Linked DNA regions of Sus scrofa: region 2 is linked to region 1. The links are chromatin contacts, called in public promoter capture Hi-C maps. All regions are on one chromosome and are shown on one strand. The core of a region is the stretch at or near the end of the contact, and the rest is flanking DNA. Distances in the headings are between cores, read along the strand shown.

Evidence for each region. Promoter capture Hi-C pulls out the DNA fragments that hold promoters and counts their contacts.
Region 2: a promoter capture Hi-C map of fetal liver shows a contact between it and region 1, with 2.5 times the contacts expected there. The contact joins the promoter of ATP6AP1 here to the promoter of MECP2 in region 1. A contact is called at or near these places in 1 of 5 promoter capture datasets (fetal liver), 1 of 47 Hi-C or Micro-C datasets (heart right ventricle) and 1 of 2 datasets of contacts at active chromatin or transcription factors (alveolar macrophages).

Annotation. Positions count from the first base shown.
Region 1 is chrX:124,785,333-124,790,586 of Sscrofa11.1, reverse strand. It overlaps MECP2 (methyl-CpG-binding protein 2), which reads left to right and starts at 1,524. Exons shown (of 5, transcript XM_021080802.1): 1 at 1,524-1,610.
Region 2 is chrX:124,950,054-124,954,823 of Sscrofa11.1, reverse strand. It overlaps ATP6AP1 (V-type proton ATPase subunit S1), which reads right to left and starts at 2,292. Exons shown (of 10, transcript XM_021080754.1): 1 at 2,089-2,292; 2 at 1,718-1,844. The coding sequence starts at 2,246.

The DNA of each region.
Region 1 (5,254 bases), core at 275-2,774:
CTAGACTGCTGTCAGGGCCTCCTGCCTGGGCTCTTGCTCCTCATTTTGTCTCGCCACAGATTTCCACACTGTACCTGCCATAGACATCTGATGATGGCAGCTCCCAGTTCAAAATCCTCCAAAGACTTCTCATCTCAGAAGAAGCTTCCAGTTCCCATGGCAGCTCCAGGTGCCTCTCCAACCACATACCCCGTCACTCTTCCAGCCACATCAACTTACTCGTGAGACCTCAACACGTCAGGTGTAGTCTCTCCTCAGGGCCTTTGAACTTGCCCAACATCTTCTTCTCTCCCCAGATAGCCATATGGGGAATAATATGTGAGCAAAAGCCTGTGGTTATATAAGCAGCACCCCCTTTACCCTTGCTTTATCTGTCTGAAAGCGCTTATCACTAGGAGACATATTACACACTTATTTGTACATATTGCTTTGTATGAAGCCTCCCCCACAGGAATGATAGTTTTGCTGTCTTATTCAGTACTGTGCATCCAGAGCCTGGAACAGTGTCTTCCATAACGTGTATTTAATAAATTAACAGAGGGTAAGGAGCCACATCAGAATCAGAGGGTTCCTTGACCCTAGCTCAAGGGTCACTGGATGAATCGGATGATAGCTGGAATCAGAGTAAGGTCGCCTAGACAAACAGGCCTATCCTGAACACTCCATTAGCTAAAACTTTTCTCATACTCTTAAATATTTTTCTCACCGGCACTGTGGATCTTAGCTCCCAAATCACTTCTTCTAGAAGTCTTTCCTCTCCTGTGCAGGCAGTTAAGGGCTGCTGCCTTTGTGCTTCCATTGTGCCTTCTGCCCACCTCCACCAGACTATCTGCAGCCTTGGCTCTTCCCCCATCAGAGTTTCAAGAAGATCAAGGCTGTGATTTGTTCCTCAGTTTATTCCCTGCCCCTGTGATTGTGTGGCACACTACAGGTCAGATGTAAGAATGCATTGGGTAGGCCTCTTAAACCAAGGTCCCTCGGCTGGAACAATGTCAGGCAACTTTGCTGCTTGTACTGAAGGTGGTAATGTGGAGAAAATGCGGGTGCGGTGAAACACGTATAGCGGCGTACTGGGTGTGTTTGTGGACAGCGGGTCGAGGGCCCGGCATGGCCGCGCAAACAAGCGTCCCGAGCCTAGGCCTAGCTTTGCTCCAGCATCCGCAAGGGCCCATTAATCCTTAATATTCAAATTCCGCCCACTAAACCAGCCCCCCGGAGCCCAAGCCGCTTCTTTTTCCCAAATGACGGCCGTTGGCAGCCAATCCGCAGCTAGACGGGGCGTCCGCCCCCTTTTCCCTTGCCGGAATGGACACGATCTCCCGCCAATTGGCGGCGTCGCCGCCGAGACCCCGCCCCACCCCGGGCGCCGCACCCAATGGCGTGCGGGCTCGCGGCGGCGCCGGGGGCCGGGCGCGGGTGCGCAGGTGCAGCAGCGCGCAGGCCGGCCGGGAGGGCGGGGCGCGACGTCGGCCGTGCGGGGTCTCGGCGTCGGCGGCGCGCGCGCTCCCTCCTCTCGGAGAGAGGGCTGTGGTAAAAGCCGTCCGGAAAATGGCCGCCGCCGCCGCTGCCGCGCCGAGCGGAGGAGGAGGAGGAGGCGAGGAGGAGAGACTGTGAGTGGGACCGCTGCGGCCGCGGGCGGGGACCCTTGCTGGGGGGCGGGGGTAGGGGCGGGACGTGGCGCGGGAGGGGCCCGCGGGGTCGGGCGACACGGCTGGCGGATGGCGTCCCTCCTCTCTTACCCTCCCCCTCCCGCTGGTGACGGCCCCCCCCCCTCGGCCCGTTACCCGCACTTGCGGGTGACCGTCCTCGGCGCAGCCTCCCAGGGCAGCCTTCGCCTGGTTCCCCCCTCCCTCCCTCCCTCCCGCCTTCGGCGCGCATCCCGGCCCCTGGCCCCGCGGGCGCCCCTGTCGCCGGGGCTTCGCCTGTCGGGGCTGCGCGCGCGTCGTGCCCTTCGCGGGGCTTCGGGCCCGCGGCGCCGTCGCGCGCCCGCGGCCCCGGCCTCTCCCTGGATCGCGCTTTCGCGTCTCCCTCCCTCGCGCGCCCCCTCTCCCGTTACTCGGCCCCCCCACCGACGCGCGTGCGCAGTCCGCCTCCCGTCGGGAGAGTGCGCCACAAGGGCTCCGGCGCTCTCACCCCCATCTCCAGGCTTTGCCTCCCCCTCCTTCTCGCCCATTCCATGACTTTCTGCCCCCACTGCGAGCGAGTTCCTTTCGCATCTAGCAGGAACAAGTAGGTGGGAATTATTGTCCACCCACAAAAGGCGCTAGACATTGTGTTCCTGGTCCCACGGCTCATCATAAAGAGGCGGTTATAGTTACCATCAGGAGCCGTGGGTCGGGGACTGCGTGTCCGGCAGCACCTGAGGCTCTTCGGTGGGAGCTCGCCCCCAGGGTCTTTGGGGGTGCTGTGGCCTCAGAATCTGAGCGCCCTCCCCTCCTCCCCCCGTTCGCCGGCGATCTTCCAGTTACATAAGTGGAGTGGGACATAGTATGTGACCGGCTTCCAGAGCCGCGGAGCGCGCCTTGCTCACGATCCCCAGCCCCGGATGGGGCAATTTCATCGCCCCTCTGTGGTTCCTGTCAGTTGTCCCCGAAAGTTTCTTTTCTTTTTCGTGTGGTTCTGACTGAATCACCCAAACTGAAATTCAGGTGACTTGTACGTGGCGTGGCAATGTTTTCTGTGGGTTTGCACTGAAGACTTAAGGTCACTGTGAAGAGTCTAAAGATTGCTTTGACGGAGGAGACCGTTTATGGCATTACCAAGTGTGGATCAACGGGGCGGGGGTGGGGGGGGAGCTTGCTCTGGAACATACCTCTGTGGCCGTCGCTTCTGTTGTGTGTTTGGTGTAGATTGGTCACAGCAGAAATGGGCTCCACCACAAAAATGATATTCCTGACTCATGGTCAGGCAGATGTGTGCTTCTGATTATTTTTCCAGGAACAGGAACGGGCTCTGTAGAGCCATTCCCATGTTGTGTCTTTGCTGTGCAGGATCAGTGCCCCACATTGTGAGATGGTAGGATCGAATTCAGGGAGTGCTTGGTGATCGTGGAACCAAACCTACTAGCCCGTGAGGCTGAGTGGCTTAGACTTTGTAGGACTCTCACAACTTTTAGGCATTTTGTCATTCTACAAAAAGGAAGCATATTCAGGCCTTGGGAGGAGAATTCATTGTTAATGGACAATTACTCTAGGGGAGAAATTTGGGTTTCAAAGCCAGAATTTTCATCTGCGTCTTAGTGATTTCACTTAACAATGAGATTAACTGCTCCTCTTGGGTTGTTTGAAACATGCTGGATCCTTATTGCAGACAACCAGCCAACCAGATCCGGATTTTTTTAGGTCTCTTGGGAATTTCCACCAGGGATTCAGGGAAATAGGCTTGTTTATGGGCTTTTTAGGACTTGTACTTAAAAGTCCAGTCAGGGAGCCTAGGAAGCCTTTGGTTTTATGTTCTTACCCAGACCATGTCAGAACCTTAAAGGACACAGCCAGTGTAGTAGAAGTACGGGATTAAATAAGTTGTCACCGAGCGCACATCGCTGGCCCGGCCCTGCCGTACATTCCTGTCCACACACACACACAAGCCTCACTTGACAAAGCTTCCAGGGTTTGTACATCTGAGCCCGAGATGTGAGAGGACAAGGGCTCTGCTTCGTTTGGCATCATTGGCAGTGCGTTAGCCCTCTCGACTGCCCCTCCAGACAGCTGTTCCATCCTACCCCTATCCCTTTAAACTGCACAGCTTCCAGAATATAGTTTCTCTGCAGAGTGCCTGGTGGCATCTGAAGTCATTGTGTCCTAACACCTTGAAGAAACCTTCTGTGGCTTTCTTGCCAGTACTGGCCCATCACACCATGCTGTCTCTTGCTGCTACAAACTTGCCTGGAAGGCCTTAAACCTAGAGTCCCAGGTCTTTGTTTCACCTGATAGACCATCATGCAGTCAGATTGCACTCCAGCTTTTGTACTTGCTTATGTTAGGGTTAGAATACAATTTTGCATTCTATTTGCAATTTCCAGCCAGAGCCATTGTTTCCCTGTCTGCTCTGCCTCTTTGTGGCCGAATCTAGTGGGGTGGGGAGGTAAGCTGTGGAATGTGACAGAAAAACTGATGAGCGGATGTTGCCCCCATCCAAATACTCCTTCCTCCGCATTGAGATGGAATGAGAAACTTGCTTCTTGAACCTAGAATAAAGAGCAGATGTAAAGGTGTTACTTTCTTACTCCAGGCCAGTTTTCATCACTCATACACCTGCCTGGAATTATTTGCATGATAAATGATGTCTCCTGGAAGCCGTAATCTTTTATAAAGGCGAATATCAGTGGAGATCTTTTTATCGGCTAAGAGCACTTTGTGGCCAAGCTGCCCGAGTTATCTATGAGAAGAAGACAAGCAGAGAAGATGTTTGACCTTTGTAGTAACTTGTGTTTTAAGTGCACTGGGGGTAAAACATAGTCTAGACTGGCAGTTCCAGGGAGTGTGGCAGGACGCCTGCTTGTTCTCACCCCCTCTGCCATGGTAACATGTGTGCAGACCATCTCGTGTGGTCAGCAGACACAACCTTTTTTCTCGGGTAGAGCATTATTACCCCTCCAGTGGATGGACCTTGCCCTCAGTGTTTTGGTACCAGCCCTCTCCAGTCAAACTGCCATTGTCACCACTGCGCCTTTACCTCATTTTGGGTAGGACAGATGTAAACGAGTTCCTTTTCCTTGTACTCTCTGACACAAAAGTGCTCTTGTGCCTTTCTCTTGCGAGGAACCTTTTCCTTCCTATTGAAAGCTTGATTTGCATGCCATTGCTTAAATCCTTGGTTCCACCCCTTTGATGGTAGGTATGGCGTCTGGGGGAACTGAGTGGGAACAGGAATTTGGGGGCTGGCAGGGCATGCCCCCTCCCATGTTTAAGGGGGATTGTGACCACTCTGTTACAGACTAAAGCCTCGGCCTTTTTCACTTCTTCAAGGCACACTTGCATTGGTTCTGCTGGCCTATGGATGTGTCCTTAGCATAGCTGTTCTGCAGTACTGCATAAGTCTGGACTCTGGGGAGCATGCCTTCGAGAGGGTTCAGTTGGCTTCCTTGCCTAAGAGCTGGGGGCACTGTGTGTGTGTGTGTGTGTGTGTGTGTGTGTGTGTGTGTGTGTGTGTGTACACACACCTGCAAATCACTGCTTTATTGGGTCTTCACCTAATTGCTCTCATTTGCTGGCTCTCTTTTCTCTCTCCATAAACTCCTAATCAAAGAACTTAA
Region 2 (4,770 bases), core at 1,043-3,542, 160 kb before region 1:
CAGCCTCTCATTCACTAGATACACCCCAGCTATACCAGCTCTTCCACAGGCTCCCCAGGAGCGCTCCTTGCCTAGGGCCTTTGCACCTGCTGTGACCTCTGCCAGGAATGCCCTTCCTCCTACAGCCACACAGCTCCATCCACCCCTCCACTCAGGTCTCTGCTCAGATATCACCTCCTCGGGAAGCACCTGCCGGATCACCCTTCTCTTTTTTTTTTTTTTTTGTCTTTTGTCTTTTTGTTGTTGTTGTTGTTGTTGCTATTTCTTGGGCCGCTCCCGCGGCATATGGAGGTTCCCAGGCTAGGGGTCGAATTGGAGCTGTAGCCACCGGCCTACGCCAGAGCCACAGCAACGCGGGATCCGAGCCTCGTCTGCAACCTACACCACAGCTCACGGCAACGCCGGATCGTTAACCCACTGAGCAAGGGCAGGGACCGAACCCGCAACCTCATGGTTCCTAGTCGGATTCGTTAACCACTGCGCCACGACGGGAACTCCCGGATCACCCTTCTCTTAAACAGCACTGCCAGTCACTCTGTCCCCTTAGCCTGCTTCCCTCTTCTCTAAGGATTGGTAGCACTGACATCCTATCATATACCAGCTTAGCGTTTACCTCCCGCCCTCACGAGAAGGTCAGCTTCTTCAGGGCAGAGGAGTGGATCATTCTGCTCAGTGCTATGTCCCCAGCGCTCAGGAGCTGGTACACAGCAGTCCGCGCTTGACAAATGAATGGGCGGATGAATATGCCATGAGACAGGGGCCGCTGGCTAGATGTTTTACGTAGACTCTTCAGAACTGCTCCTCACAGCCCTGGTCTCGTCAATTTACAGAGGCAGAAACTGGCACGTGTGGAGCATTTGACATGTCCAAAGGCCAGTAAGTAGCAGAACTAGCACTGAGTTCCAGTCTGACTACATTATTCACTGCCTCCTGGAAGGCCAGCAGGCCAGCATGGCCCCCGCCACCTGCCCACAGAGCAACAGAGCCAGACCACAGGGGAATGAGCCATACAGGCCGCCAGTGAGGAAGAGACAAGCTAAGGCTTGATAACCTCCCAAACACCAACCCTACACTGCCCTGGAATCTTGGGATCTACACCCCTGCTCTGGAGGCAGAAAGACCCAGATGGGAAGGACAAACTGGGGGGTGGAGGGAGCGTCCCACAGGCTCGGCTGGAACCAGTTGTGGCTTCTGCACAAGCTGTGGCTCTTCGGCCGATGCCTCTACCTCGACAGGCCTTAGTTTTCTGGCAGTAAAACCAAGTCAATGACATCAGCTTAGCACAGGGCAAACGAAGCCCTCAGCAGGGGAGCCTTCTTCTAGCATCTCTCCCTTAGAATGACAGCTCTGCCACCCATTAGCTGCGTGACCTTGGGCAAGTCACAACACTATCCTTGGGCATCAGTCTTTTCATCTGTTAAAAGGGTTGATAATCCCTCCCCCCTAGAGCAAATCAGACAAGGGTTTGCTACGCAGTAGGCATCTGGCCTCCCACCCTTTACTTTCCCCAGTCAAGTGGGTGCCATTTCAGGGCCCTCCCCGTTCCCACTGAGGGTTCTCCTGTAGGCCTTCCCAGTGGAGGAGACACACCTCCCTACAGGTGGGACAAGGTCACTGAAGCTTCCCTTGGGGAATGGGCCTCGGTGTCCTGTGGGAGGGGGCTCGCCTGCCTCCTGAAGACCGAGAGAGACAGGGGTGGGGGCTGGGACAGGCGCACCTTGTCTTGCAGGAACAGCAGCACGTTGCGGGGGCCCAGCTCCAGGGCGGGGTCTAAGTAGGTAGACAGCTGCCTGTCGCTGGTGATATGGCCCTCGTGGGTGTTGGCTGCGGGAGCCCACAGGTTTCTGGAGGGGGACAGAAGAGGTGCTGTCAAGAGGGGGCGCACGGCTTGAGATCGGAAGCCCATGGGCTCCCAGCCTGATGCGTGGGTCACAGAGCTCTAATCCAGCTGGCTGGCTACGAGCCGCCGAGCAAGGTCGCCCTTCTGGGCCTCGGCGCGCCTCGCCAAGGGCAGCCCAGGAGTCCGGCGAGGGCACCTCCGCCGCCGCAGAGCGCGCAGCACAGCCCACCCCAGCCCGCCCCACTCACCGGTCACTCGACCACAGCACCAGCGGCACCTGCTGCTCCGCCGCCGACGCCGCCGCCACCACCGCCACCGCCACCAGCGGCAGCCACGGCATCTGCCAGAGCGCCGGACCCCGCCGCGTCCCCGCCCGCACCCGAGCCGCCGCGGCCGCCGCCATCATAACCTCTCGGACTCCACTGCCTCGACCCACCGCTGCCACCGCAGATCAGGTGACCGTCGCCCCCGCCCGAGCTCCGCCTCGAGCCGCCATTGGCTCGGACGCGCTCCTGCGCTGCAGAGCTTCAAGTGACTGGAGGACGTGAGTGCCACTCACGGCCGCTCCTTTTCCCTGGTTGGCTGTACGTGTCTCCAGGAGCGCACGTTCCCAGTAGGGAAGGGGGCGGGGCCGAGCCCAGCTCGCTCCCCCCGCCCAACCCCCGCAGAAGGAAGGGGCCGGGCGAGGCGGCGCGGGAGCCCGATGGAGTCTGCGCCGCGGGTCCTCGCGCGCTTGGCTTCCCCTCTTTCGGTTTAATCTTCATAATGCTTAAAGTAGCAATTATGATTTCTTTTTCCTGTAGGTGGGCCCTCCCTTACACAGGTAAGGAAAGAAGAGGACCCCCAGGAGAGCGTCGGGAGGAACCGCAGCACTGCCCGTGGGCAGCAAGAGGAGGATCCAGAAGAGAGAGCCAGAGAAGGAGCATCAAAGAAGAGGGGGAAACCGAGGGAAATTTCAAGGCCACATGATTAACAGTGTCATCCTCAGCTGCTGCCAGGAAGCAGGTAAGATGAGGACAGAAAACTTCCTTGGACTTAGCAACAGCAGTTTGGCAAGAGCGATGCTAGTGTGAAGAAATGGAGACCCGGTGTAGATTGCCCTTTGCCGAAGTTGCTTTAAAGAGAAGAAAGAGGGAGTTCACCGGTCCAATTGGACCGATTGGACCTCTAGCCTGGGAACCTCCATATGCCGTGGGTGTGGTCCTAAAAAGACCAGTAAGTAAAGAGAAGAAAGAGACAGAGTGACGGCTAGAGTCAGAAAATGAGAGAAACTACCTCAAACGAATTGGGAGACTTTCGGCTTTTTCTGTGCCATTTTCTAAAAGGCCAAACCTGCAGCATGTGGAATATCTGGGCTGGAGCGGAATCAGAGCTACAGCGGCCTGCCACAGCCACAGCCACAGCCACAGCCACGCCAGATCTGTGACCTGTGTTGCAGCTTGTGGCAGTGCCAGATCCTTAACCCGCTGAGCGAGGCCATGGATCGAACCTGCATCCTCACAGAGACTATGTCGGGTTCCTAACCCGCTGAGCCCACTGGAAACTCTGTGTGCCATTTTTTTAAACTTTTTTTGACTTCACCCGAGACATGCAGAAGTTCCTGGGCCGGGGATCAAAGCAGCAACCCAAGCCACAGCAGCAACCCAAGCCTCAGCACTGACACTGCCAGATCCTTAATCTGCCAAGCAACCAGGGAATTCCTCTGTGCCTTGTTTTTGGTTTCGCTTTTTGCTTTTTAGGGCCGCATCCGCAGCATATGGAAGTTCCCAGGCTAGGGGTCAAATCAGAGCTGCAGCTGCCAGCCTATGCCACAGCCACCACCACAGCAACACAGGATCTGAGCCACATCTGCAACCTGCACCACAGCTCACAGTGACACCGGATCCTTAACCCACTGAGTGAGGCCAGGGATCGAACCCACATCTTCATGGATACTAGTTGGATTTGTTTCTGCTGCACCGCAACAGAAACTCCCTCTGTGCAATTTTCGATTTCTCAGATCGATGACCATTAGAAACAAAGAAAAAACCCCAGTAACTAAAACCAAATATTGAATTTTCATGAAGGATATGTACACGGATTTACTTAGGAGGCAGTGAACTGATGTTTGCAACTTAGTTTGAAACATACCAAAAATAAAGCGGAGAGCAGTTCAAGTACAGAGAGGTGTGTGATAAAGCAACGATAGTAAAATGCTAATGACAGAATCTAGGGGTGAGTACATGGGTGTTCACTGAAAGGGGTTTTTGGTGGTTTTTGTTATTGGCCTCGGTTGTGGCCTATGGAAGTTCCTGGGCCGGGGATCAAACCTGAGCTGCAGTTGTGACCTCTGCCACAGCTGTGGCAACACCTGATCCTTAACCCACTGCGCCACCAGGGAACTTCCTCACTGTAAGTTTTTTTGACCATTCTGCCTGTACTGGGTTGAATCGTGTCCCCCTAAAATCATTGTCTATCCAGAACTGGTAAATGTTGCATGATTTGGAAATAGGATCTCTGCAGGTGTGATCAAGATGAGGTCATGCTGGGCGGGGGCTAAATCCAATGACTGGTGTCCTTATAAGAAGAGGGAAAGTTCTGGAGTTCCCCTGTGGCCGTGGCACAGTGATTAACGAATCCGACGAGGAACCATGAGGTTTCGGGTTCGATCCCTGGCCTTGCTCAGTGGGTTAAGGATCCGGTGTCGCCGTGAGCTGTGGTGTAGACCGGCAGCTACAGCTCCGATTCGACCCCTAGCCTGGGAACCTCCATATGCCACGGGTGCGGCCCTAAAAAACACCTCAGCTGAGCACAAGATGCAAATAAATCCAACGAGATCCATCGCAGCACCATTTGTAGTTGCAAAACTTTGGTCACTTCTGACCAGACCCTGGGACAACTGCTACCACCTCCCTTTCCCCCCAAATAGCATCTCATCAGCAGAATTCCGT